Linked DNA regions of Mus musculus: all the other regions are linked to region 3. The links are chromatin contacts, called in public Hi-C and HiChIP or PLAC-seq maps. All regions are on one chromosome and are shown on one strand. Each heading gives the region's core, a stretch centred on a gene start, on an enhancer-like site or on the middle of the called end of the contact. The rest is flanking DNA. Distances are from core to core; before and after follow the strand shown. Region 1 holds the start of Pxmp4 (peroxisomal membrane protein 4). Region 2 holds the start of Mroh8 (maestro heat-like repeat family member 8). Region 3 holds the start of Rbm39 (RNA binding motif protein 39).

Region 1 (3,864 bases), core at 15-2,514, 1.6 Mb before region 3:
CTCTTACCCACTGAGCCATCTCACCAGCCCTGGAGCACACTTTCTAATGAGAGACATGGACCAGGAAAAAGATCATCCAGTGTCTGATGACAGGTACTATAGAGAAAGAGGGTGAGGAACAGGAAGCAGTGATCTGAAAAGGGTTCGTGAGCCAGGCAGACAGCGTACCTGTACCAACATCCGTCAGCGGACAGACAGACACACACCAGGGACTGTACTCTCCATTTCACACATCGCCTCAATCCTCAAACAGTATAGAAGTGCTCTGGGGGACCCATTTTCTAGAAAGTGAGACCCAGAAAGCCAAAATGGTTTGTTCGAGATCAAGATCATGGTAGCTGACACCAGGTTTTTTTAAGTCCTGGCAGTTGACATACTCACCACCATGCCACACACTGCTACCAGCTCCTAGAGATAGAGACTTTGGTTTCTTCTCTGAGAGTCACTGCTCACGCAGTGAGAGCAGCCCCTCACTAACTGCTAAGGGATGAGGGTTAACGAGGCTGGAACTCCCATCTGGGCACCAGTCAAGCAAAACGACCCCAAGATCTCCTCTCCTACCTAGGAGGGAAGGAGAGCAATTTACCTAGCAAACATTAGCTACTTTTTCTTACATACAATCACTGTCACTTCTCACGAGACCCCAGTGAAAATGAAGGGTGAGGTGAAGTCACATATAGATGTGAACCTGTTAGGAACTTTACTGAGGGAACCTATGAGGCAGTAGGTGACCACTTGCTTGCTAAAGGACAAAGTCCAGTTTCTTTTGTGTATACAGAGCCACAGAAGCCAAGTAGGCCAAAGGGGACAAGGTAAGATGAGATGAATTAGACCCAATGAGGGGATACAGGTGCTGAGGAGGCAACTAAGCCAAGAGTGCCAGGTTGGAAAGGACAGAGGACCTAGAAGCAAGACAGAGGAAGCCCCAGTTTAGGACTGGTAAGGTGACTGGAACCCTGAAACCTACGTCTGCTGCACCAACGGGGCACTGAAATATACAGACATCTGAGGCCTAGAGAGAGCACAGCTCAGGGGCCCCGGGCCTCGAACTCGCGACCCCAGTTAGGCCCGTCCTTTAGCTCCAGCCGCACTCTGCGGCCCTACTCACACAGCCCCGTTCCGGAAGCCCTTTATCACGGCCAGCGCAGCGTGGTAGCGGCGCTGGCGCAGCAGCTTGTTGACGGCCTGGAGAAGAGCCTGTAGCTGCGGTGGGGCGGCCATAGCACCGGAGCACTCGGTCAAGGGTCCTGGCTGGCCAAGAACTGACAGCCCTGGGCTCTGGCTACACAGCTCTCCGCACTGGAGAGCCCCGCCCTGCCGTTGTGTCCATAGGCTGAGTCTGCCGTCAATCATAGAAGAGAGCCAGTCATAGAGCTCATTTGTCTGCAATGGGCTGAGAAGTGCTTACTCTTCGAAATATCTGTCTGATTGGAAGAGAAAGGAGAGTCGGTAACCAATCACCATGACTCAGAAGGTCTCACGCAGGATTTGCCCAATGAGAAGGCAGTTTTCTTAGGGAGAAGTTTGTTTAATTGTGGGCTTGGGAGGGGTTTGCTGTTCTCTTTCGAGTTGGAATGGGTGGTGTTTGGAAGTGACGTTGGACTTGTCACTTGTCACACTTGATAATTTCGATTGCCTAGCGAGTATCACAGCTAACTTCTCAGGACAGAAATTGCATGCCACTCTTGTCGTTTGGTGCTTTAAGACAGAATCTCTTATAGCCCAGGCTAGTCTTAAACTAGGATCCCCTTGCCTCCACCTCCCACATGCTGGGTACCTTTTTCTACTTATTTTTAAAATACAAACTCCCAGGCACCCCCAGGAGCAGACCTACTTACGTGACTGCCAGTCTTTGCCTCCCGTTTCACATCTGCTCTTCTCTCTAGTCTACTGACTTAGTTTCCATTCCTTGAGTATGCCAAGAACCCCTCAGCTTCAAAGGAGTTACATCTGATATTTCCCTTTTTGAAGCACATTCTTTGTACTTCCGATGACTGACTTCTCGGTATGCAGGTGTTGGCTCGGGTGGCACCACCTACTCAGGGGAGCCTGCAGGATATCCCACCGGCTGTAGCACTGGTTGCTCTGACTTACTAGTCCAAGTTTTCTGTCGTTTTGTTTTGTTTTTCCCTATTGAACTCTTTATACATTGTAATTGTTATTACTTACTACTTGCTCAATGTCAATCTTCACGTGGACTATTGGGTTCTTGGAGCCAGAAAGCTGTTTGTCTTATTTTCTGCTGTAACCCCAGTACCCAACACAAGTGTACAGAAGCAGTAAAGATAACAAAGTACCACTGCCAGAATATTGCACAAAACATATGATCACAGCCCTGACTTGAAGACAAGAAAGATGGGCAGAAAGAATGGAGCCAGGTTTGGCCAAGTGTCTTCACATCAAGTTCTGTCAAGACCTGGGACACCTGATGACGACTGAGGCCCGTACAGCAATGTGTCTGTCCTGGCACTTGTATATCCAAGGCCCCACTCACCAAGACCACTGTCGATTATGGTCATAGCATGGGTAAATCTTCATGGATTCCTGTTAATAGATAGCTAATAAGCCCAATATGTTTAGTTATACAATCCTCTTATAAACTCAGAGATGCTTAAAAGTGTGAGGAATGAAAAAGTGTGAGTGAAAGTTGGTAGCTAGTTAACAAGAAGACTCTGATACTGGTAACTAGATAGTTAACAAGAGGGCTCAGTTACTGGTAACTAGATAGTTAACAAAAGGGCTCAGATACTGGCGAAACAAAGCCACTCATGACAGAGAACCTTGGCAAATATTGACCCTGTGAATTTCAATTTGTCAACCACACAGGGCATGCGATGCAAGAGTAAAAGTCCAGGAGGCTTAGAGCAGACCCTCTGAGTCAATCAGAGATGGCCCCCTAGGGAAACGACAACAATAACAACCAAAAGGGTTTCACCTCCCAGGCTAATGTGACAGAAATCATTGTATAACCATTACCCCAAGGAACGCCAGAAAAAGGCTGCTTCAGAGTCAAACACAGCAGTTGAAGAAAAAGGAAAGGGGGATTCTTTTTTAAAGCTCTTTCTTGGACAGTGTGGCTGATAAGACTTTCTGCACCCTGAAGAGTGGGGTTCAGTATGTCAGAAATCTTAAGCTATGCCAGCTGTGGGGGTGCACATCTGTAATCTCAGTCCTGGTGAAGCAGAGGCTGAAAGATCATGGACTTCAGTCCAGCCTGGGCTATCCTAAAGACCCTAGTGAGGCATTTGCCACCACGCCCACCTTGTTCTTTTTTAAAATTTTTATTTTCAGTGTTGTTAAGTGTGTCTGTTTAGATGGTGGTGATCAGGGATGCTGGAGTCATTTGCGAGCCACCCAACCTGGATACTAAGAACCAGACTCAGGTTCTGAGCAGGTGCAGTCTATGCTCCTAACTGCTGAGCCTTTGATCTTCTCCAGTCCCTGGAAATCTTTTCCTCAGTATAAAAATAAGGAAGACTCCTCAAGCTATGCATGGTAGATAATTGATGCCCCCACACCCTTGTGTCGGACTTAGGGGTGGAGATTTGGCTAAAGTGACAGCGTTCACCTTGACAGCTTGAGAGCCTGAGTTGGGATTCCTGGAACCCCCCCCAAAAGTGCTTGTTGGGGTGTGTGACAGCCTAGTGCTCGCTATGAATAGGCTCACTCAGGAGGAGGAGCTTCAGGCTAGCCAAGGCTACACAATGACACCTTGTCTCAAAGCACGGTGGAAAACAGCACATCTGCTTTAGGATCCTGGGATCCAGAGACCCCACAATAGAATCCACAGGTGGATGACCGGCCTGTCATCAAAGATAAGAGGATTCCAGTGAGATGCTAAAAAAAAATCAGTAGATCAACACA
Region 2 (4,048 bases), core at 563-3,062, 1.1 Mb after region 3:
AGCACAGCATTGGCTGATCAGAAGCATAGTATAGCTGAGGAGCTGAAGCTTAAATTTTACTTAATTGGACTAAGTTCAAAGAGAAATTACTGCAGAGAGCTAGTGACTGCTGTATGGAGGAGTGGTCCGACTCCCCGCTACATATCTGGAGTGATACTGAAGAGAAGCAGCATTGCTGTATTGCAAAATTCTACATGTTCACAATAGTTAATTAGCACACATCTAGGCTGTCATCAGAACGCAAGGGCTGAAATATTTCCTTCCTTTTAAAGTATTAAAAGTAACATTTCACAGAATAATAATAAAGAGTAAATAAGATAACATATGTAGGGTGCTCAGTACTCTTTCTGCCTATATTGTGAGCTCGGTAATCAGAGCTACACATTAGTTCTGGCTTCCATTTTTGAGTCTGTTAAATTTGCAGACCAGCGCATCCCTCAACCCTTCCTGGAGTAGACAGCAATTAACACGGAGACCCAAAACTGGTCAACACACAGAGAATAAGAGATCTTGGGACACTCAGCCCTAAATGGGATGTCTACAGCATCCCCTTTACCTCAGGGCTCATGGGCGTGGGTCTATGTGGAAGAGGAGAAGGATTGTTTAAGAGCCAGGGGTGATAAACGGCTTCCAATAAGCAGTTTTTCAGGGATTGTGTCAGTATGCACAAGACCCACAAAAGCTCAAGCCATACAAAACACAGAGAAGGGGGAGTGGGCACAAAAGACCCAACTGTAGCCAAAACTATTCATAACTGATAGCTGCTGGGAGAGGGAAAATCAGTTTTCTTCAGTGGAGTGACTGGGTATATCAACCACTCTCCAGGGCAGGACTCCATGCTTAGTTTGTTTTTTACTTTAGAAAGAGGAAAAATAGAGCATGAGTTGGGTGTGTAGGGAGTTGGGGGAGGATATGGAAGGTGTTGGGGGAAGGAAATGAATATGATCAAAATATATTGTATGAAATTTTCAAAAAAAAAAAATCAAACATTTTAAAACGCTCCTCTCCGTTACCTGTATAGCTCACAGGTTTGAAAACTGGATAAACCCTCACTCACCAGCCAATTATTAATAATCTAAGTAATGCATTAACCATAATTTCCCAAAGTGGATAAAATCAAATGTTACGATAACGCTCCCCTCCCAACCGGACCCTTTTAAAATTGGCCGGGCTGCGGGAGAGAACCGTGAGTGACAGCGCGTCCGGCCAGTCACTGTCACTGGCCAATCAGAGGTGGCCCCGTCTTAGGCCCGCCCCAAGGCCCGGCCCAATCGGGTCCCGGTGGCGGCGTGAGCAGGGCGGTTGAGAGGCGGTCGGTTCCAAGTGGGTCCCGGCGCGGGGGAGAGGACGGCTTGGCAAGCAGGACCCGTGAGTGAGGTTCGCACGCCGCGACTCAACTGCCCCACACTGCGGCTGCCGGGCACGGCCCTGCCAAGCGGGACCGCCGCGACTGACCTTTGCCGGGAGCCCATTCTGGCAAGTGGCGTGTGCCGCGGGTCCCTGGCGTCCCCTCCGGCGCGCTCTTGGAGCCACTTCCCGGAGCGGAAGTCTGCCTGCTCGGGCTCCGGTGGGACCTGCTCGGAGGAATGGCGCCGCCGGGTGAGGCGTTGCGCATGGCTCAATAGTGGGGCCCCGCGGCCGACACGCTTTGGGGAGCGGGGCGTCGCCCGCGGGAGGCTAGTGCGGACCACACGGGCGCCGGCTAGGCGCGGTTCCCCTCCCCTACGGGGCAGGGGCATGGGCACGGGCGCTTTCGGGGTCGAGCGTGTGGCGGAGGCTGCGAGCTGGTGAAGTGCTGGGGACCCGAAGGGTTGGTGGCGGGGCGTGCGACGTGGGACTACGGGTCCCCGCAAGGCCGAGCGCGAGCCCGGGCAGCGCGGAGCCCGAGCCTGGCCTCCTCCATTCATTCGAGTAGTACCAGCGGCCTACGCCTGTCACAGAGAGCCACCCCTGGCATCATGAAAGCTTTTGAGCATGTCACTAGACTTTCTTCGACTTCTAGGTTCCTTTTCCCTGACAGGGACAGGAGACTCACAGGTCTGTCTGGGAGCTGAAAGCCTAGGGTATGAAGTGATATTACGGGTGCAGACTTGTAACCGGCCACGTATTGATTGTGAGAACAGAAGCCAGGGACTCAACAGCTTAGTTTCTCATCTGGTATCTGCTTCGCAAGAGTTGTGTTAAATGATATTTCTGTGCTTGCTTTTAACAGTGCCGGGCAAAACTCAATGCTTGGTAGATTCTGAGTGGATAGGTGGGAATCTTAGTGTATTCAAGTCACTATTTTATTTGTTGGTAAAGTGGCTAAAGTCAGAACTTGCATTGAAACTTAAGTTTGAGTTTCAGTTATTTGTCTCAGGGCAAGGGAGTGGGCACCTACTTAAGAACCTTTTTTCTTTTCTTTACTTAGATAGGGTCTAGGGAGCTGGGAGTTGGTTCAGTGCAACTTGTGGATCTGAGTTCAAATCTTAGCACTGGGTATGGCTGGCTGCATTGTGCACGTAACCCCAGCATTGGAGGGCAGAGACCAGCAGATCCCAAGAGGTAACCATCTAGTCTAGCAAAAATGGTTCTAGATCAGTGAAAAGGCCCTGCCTCAAGGCAAGAAGGCATAGAACATCAGAGGAAGTCATCCTGTGTTTACTCTGGCCTCTGCATGCCTGTGCACTGGCATACACTTATGTGCATGTACCACAATACACACAGAATAGGTAGGGTCTTACTATGAAGCTGGGGCTCCAGCTCAGACTCACCATCTTGCCTCTGTTTCCCTAGTCCTGGAGTGACAGGTATGAAATAGTTTACAAACCATTTCTTGGTTTGTAAAATGCAGAAAATACCCACCTCACTTGGATATTAGAAGGCTTAAAGACTGGTGCAGTGCATACAAAGAACTCAGTATAATTTGGGCCTACCCATTCAATTGAGTGTTCAAGTACGAGCCAGAAAAGTTGCTACTGTGCTTAAGTGTAGAAAGATTCAGCTTCTGGCACAGAGGCTATAAGGGGATTCACAGTTTAGCTGGAGGAGCGGTGATCATAGTCCTTCACTACATCAAATCCCTGATTGCCCATTGGTCATTGGGAATTTTGCCAAATGCCTCGATGTCTCTTTCTCTACATCTTCTTAGCCATTGGCAATTCTGATAGGTTTTAACTTCAAATTGTGGCAAGACTGACTATTTCCTTAGCACCTCCACCTCTGTTCCCTTATTGGCTCTCATTCTTTCTGTATTTGGAGCATGGCAGTATCCTCCTACATAGCTCCTCCCCCTCCTCCTGTCTTCACCCCTGCTTAGGCGGGTGTAACGGGTATAACCCAGTATTGTCTTCAGCAAAGCAATCCTGTTAAATTGCTTGTCAGATCGCTTCCCTACTCAGAGCTGTGCTGTGGTCCCTTCTTTCAGTTGCCTTCTTTCAGTTGCCTACAGGTCCTTTGGATTGGCTTCTGCTACCTGTTAACATATGAGCTCCAATCCTGTCTTTGTATCTAGTTTTCTTGTTACAGTTTCTCATTTGGGCCTTGAGAGATCACTGCATACAGAACACATTCCTCCCAAGATACCAAGACACCTGTTCTGTGCTTTATTTTCTCTCCAGTGCCTCTCTGCTTTCCAATGGGATAAATCATGGTTCTTAACTTTTTTTTCCCACTAGAATGTAATCTGTTTGAGAATGGCGGTTCCGAGCTGTATGTTTATTTTTAACACTAAACTAGTGCTTGGGGTTCAGTTCCCAGCATGGAGGGAAAAGCACTGGAGCATGCAGTATATTGATGGGTACCACACGTTGTAGCGCTCTTGGCTTCCTTAGTGTAGGGTTAGGGGCTTAGAGGTTCTGTGCACCAAACCCAGGGAACGAATTCTCCGCTAAGCCATCACCTCTGCCTTTAGTGTTCTGAAGAGTTTCACATTTAGGTTGACAGACACACAAAAGACTTAAATGAAACTACTGTCTATAGAGGAGTGATTCTGAGTTATGCACTTCAGCATTCTCCAAAAAAGGAAGAAGAAAGAAAGAAAGAAAGAAAGAAAGAAAGGAAGGAAGGA
Region 3 (4,096 bases), core at 64-2,563:
AGTAGAGGTGAGATATCGTTAGGCAAGTCTACAAAGAGAGATAGATGGGCATTTATTCATCACGCTGAAGTGAAACTACTGCACAATATTATTACATCAATAGCATATATTTACTTTTGTAAGTTACACGTATTGCATCTCTGATAAGGTAATCAAGAGGGCTCCGGGAAGGTTAGTTTACATTTCAGCAGTAGTTTCGTGAATAATGCTAAATTAAGAAATATATTAAAGCTCACTAGCGTGTTTTCTCACCTTCTTGTAAGGGGCCTCAAGCATGGCTTCAATATCAATATCGTCTGCCATTTTCTCTACTCGCCTGGGGAAGAACAAGACAGTCCTGTAAGTACACCTGCAATTCTGCTAAATAATAAAATAAGATAAAATGTCCCCTTGATCTCCCATCCTCAAAGCCTGAGAAAACTCCTTTGAAAGCGCTACGATGGCTAAAATTGTGCGACGCCCATCAGACAAGGCTGCCTTGGGTACGCCAAGTGTCACGTTCCTTGTACCTAAGACAGGAGCAGGACTCCAGGTCGAATTTCAAAAGCCCGCCCGCGAGCGGCTAAAAGCGCCCCCAGGAAGGATGCAGCGGAGCGCTTCCTCACCGCACAAAACCCGCGCTGCCATTTTAGCGGCGGAGGGAGACTCCCTCCGCTGGGAGGGGTTGTGTACCACGGCGGCGTTCCACGGGCGCCATGTTGGGAGGTCGCGACCAGCCCCGGCCCTCGGAAGGACAGATCTTTATCTGACCGAGGTCCCCACGGAGGTCCCGGCCGCTACCAAAAAACGCCCACGACGTCCTTGCCCGAGATGAAGGGCACGGCCGAGGAGAGGTGACCCCACCGTACCGGGAAGGCCCCCTCCCCCTCTGCGCGCCGAGCAAAGCGGCGAAAAGCCTCGGCATCGCGGAGCACCCAGCTCGGGCAGGCGACCCACTCCCCGCCGGCCGCGACGCCCCGTACCTGTGCGGGCTTCCGCGCGCCTGTGCTCGCCACGGGAAGTCGGCTGCCGCCGCCGCCGCCGCTGCTGCTGTCGCTACTGTTAAGCCACTAGGCCCAGGCCGCGGTACCGCCCAACCCGAATATCGGGCCCCGAGGGCGTCTAGGCCCAAGCGAATCTAAAAGAAACAATGGGATTAAAGGAGCCCGCGACGGAGAGCAGGGCAGCGGCTTCGGCAGCTCAGGATCCACCCCTGCGACAGCGTCGGCTAGCTCCCTGAAATGGCGGCCGCTGCTCCTCCGTACTCACAGTCACCAACACATACACACACACAAACACCCGGGGTCTCCCGGAGCCGCAAGCACGGGCTCTCGCGAGAAACTGCCCCGGGTTCCAGACTGGAAAGCACGAACTATCGCGAGATCTCTCACCGCGGCTCCCGGCGACCGTGGCCCAATCTCGCGCAATGATTGCGCCACAGATGATCACAGTTTCCCTTCCCCCAATTCCGAAAGGCTTCTCGGACTCCCCCGCCAGAGCTGCACCCAAGTCTCGCGAGGGTGCGTCCTCTATCGGGCAAAGACAGTTGGTGCCCTGACTGTCAATCTTTGGGAGGATTCCTTGCTGAGTGGTGCATCGTTGCTGTCATCCTGGCTGGTGTCATCTCCTCGCTGGGTGTGAAGGTTTCCCCTCTCAGAGCCGACCCCCACCCCGGACACCCGCCCTCCCACACAGATGGCTGTCAAGGTCGCCATAAGGCAACCTATTATAATACATATGGCTGTGGGCTAAGACAGTCGTGTCCAGACCCACCAGTGGTGAAAACGCATGCAGACAAGAACGAGCTGTACACAGGGGAATGGGAATAAAAAGTACGATTTTCTTGTCGTTTGGTGTCACCAGTTAGATGTGGGCTCGATAGTGAAGCTTCGCAACACCCTTGGAAACCGGAGGCGGTGGCCGGGCTGGGAAGAAACCGCAGTGTGTAGCTTTCTAACCCCTGAATTTAGTCGGGCTCTGAATCGGGGTGGTTTGTGACTTTAAAAGGTCCCCTCACTTTTCCCTAGGATTTTGACTGTGTGAATTTACCGCTTTTGTTTAATTTTTGTTGGATTTTATTTGGTTTGCTTTTTGTGTATTTGGGAGTGGTTAATTCTGTGGTAGAGAAGCTGAGTGATCATTGGAAGGTTTTTTTTTTCTCCCACTTTTACATAATAGAAAACGTTTTGAAATAAAATATCAAACCAGTCTGGAAACCTATCAGCAGCTTAATAATTGAGGGTATAAAAGGTCCAAAATGTCACACCTTGCTTGGTGTAGCCACTCCAACAATGTGACCTTGAGCAAGTAAATTAAGCTCTCCATATATTCCGATTCCTCCTCAAGGGGGGAATATTATAATTAGTAGCAAGGATAAGCTTGACACTAGCCAAGACTGCAAATATTCACTAATTCCCAAGTTTAGCAGGGGATGTATGTCCAGGTGGACTCTCCCTGAAAGCTCGTGAGGAGTAGGAAGAGCATGTGGAATGATGACAGGAAACTTCTTGGGGCTGGCAATGTAATACAGTTGGCAGGTGACTTTTCTAGCATGCCTGGTAGAGCTTGTCTATAGTTATGCACTCAGAAAACAGAAGCAGGGGGATTTCTGTGAATTTGAGGTCAGCCTTATGAGTTCCAAAAAATTTAGCTGATCTGGCTTTCTCTCTCAGATGTGGCACACTGCATGAAATCACTGATAGTTTCCTGCTGAAAGATTAGGCTTTCCAACTTCCCTTGTGGACTACTGAAACTTCTCTGCTCCTATAAGGGGCTACAACCTGTCTTCCTCTATAGGAATGTTAACCATAGGGTGAGTGGTGACAGGGATGCCCCTTCACCCTGAATAAGCAGTGGTCTTGCCTAACTAAGGTCAGACCAAGCCCCTCTCTGTCTTCTATCTCTCTACAGGAGCCCTTAATTAATAGTCCTGTCCTGGGCTGCCAAGTCAAGGACAACGCGTGCCACACAGTAAAAGGCTATGAAAAAGGTAGAAGGGGGACTGGAGAGAAAGGAGTAAGAGCACTGATTTGATTCCCAATACTCACTGGCTGCACACAACTACATTAAGCAGATCTGGTGATGCCTTCTGGTCTCCACAGGCATCAGGTATGCAGGTGGTGCACAGACTACATGCAAGCCAAACACATGCATGTTAAATGTGTATGTGTATGTTAAACAATTTGTTCTTGAAAAGCTAGACTGGGGACTGAAGAGAGAACTCAGCAGTGAGAGGCACTGGCTGCTCTTTTAGAGAGCCAGGGTTCAATTCTCATCACCCAGTGATGGTCCACAATTGTAACTCTAATTCCAAAGGATCCTACACCTTCAAGACACAGACATACATGCAAGCAAAACGTCAATGCATATGAAATAAAAGTAAATCATTAAAATGTTAGTAATAATAAAGTTGAGACTTAGGCCAGGCATGGTGACATATGCTTTAATCCCAGCACTTGGGGACAGAGGCAGGCAGAGCTCTGGGTTGAGACCAGTCTGATCTACAGAGGGAGTTCCAAGACAGCCAGGTCTTACTCAAAAGATGGAAAAGTTATGGCTGGGTGGTGGCAGATCTCTGAGTTCAAGGATAGCTGGTCTATAGAGTTGATACAAAGCTCTAGGTTTAATATTAGCACCTACTAAAGCCAGACTCCAAGGTGCAAGCCTGGATCCAAATGTTCTAGAAATAGGAGGATCAGGAGTTCAAGGTCACCTGACTGACATACTTTGATACTAGCCTGGGCTATTGAGCTGGGTAAGACCCTGTCTCAAACAAAGGACAAAAATGAGGGTGGTAGTAGAAGAGAAATCAAGGGCCAAGGCACATGATGACTGAAAGTCCCTTAAATTGTTGTACGAAGTTCAAAGATGATGGTGGATACCTTTAGTCTCAGTGCTTGGGAGGCAGAGGCAGCCTGGTCTAAACTTCATGTTCCCGTTACAAGATGAGCTACTTAGTGAAATCCTGACTCAAAAACAAACAAAAACAAAAAACAAAAAGCCGGGCGCACACCTTTAGTCCCAGCACTCTGGAGGCAGGGACAGGCAGATTTCTGAGTTCCAGGCCAGCCTGGTCTACAGAGTGAGTTCCAGGACAGCCAGGGCTATACAGAGAAAC

The links. Hi-C and Micro-C count contacts between places; a contact is called where the count stands out from the background. HiChIP or PLAC-seq counts read pairs in DNA pulled down with a chosen protein or histone mark.
Region 1: a contact with region 3 is called in an H3K4me3 HiChIP or PLAC-seq map of fetal liver, with 4 times the contacts expected there. The contact joins the promoter of Pxmp4 here to the promoter of Rbm39 in region 3. A contact is called at or near these places in 1 of 39 promoter capture datasets (erythroid cells) and 1 of 115 datasets of contacts at active chromatin or transcription factors (fetal liver).
Region 2: a Hi-C map of B cells shows a contact between it and region 3, with 7 read pairs. The contact joins the promoter of Mroh8 here to the promoter of Rbm39 in region 3. A contact is called at or near these places in 2 of 39 promoter capture datasets (liver and pre-B cells) and 1 of 484 Hi-C or Micro-C datasets (B cells).

Annotation. Positions count from the first base shown.
Region 1 is chr2:154,602,409-154,606,272 of GRCm38.p6, forward strand. It overlaps Pxmp4 (peroxisomal membrane protein 4), which reads right to left and starts at 1,265. Exons shown (of 4, transcript NM_021534.3): 1 at 1,109-1,265. The coding sequence starts at 1,221.
Region 2 is chr2:157,277,737-157,281,784 of GRCm38.p6, forward strand. Mroh8 (maestro heat-like repeat family member 8) reads right to left here and starts at 1,813. Exons shown (of 25, transcript NM_001039557.4): 1 at 1,456-1,813. The coding sequence starts at 1,739. It overlaps Rpn2 (ribophorin II), which reads left to right and starts at 1,362. Exons shown (of 17, transcript NM_019642.4): 1 at 1,362-1,599. The coding sequence starts at 1,587.
Region 3 is chr2:156,178,925-156,183,020 of GRCm38.p6, forward strand. It overlaps Rbm39 (RNA binding motif protein 39), which reads right to left and starts at 1,314. Exons shown (of 17, transcript NM_001291114.1): 1 at 963-1,314; 2 at 253-316. The coding sequence starts at 303.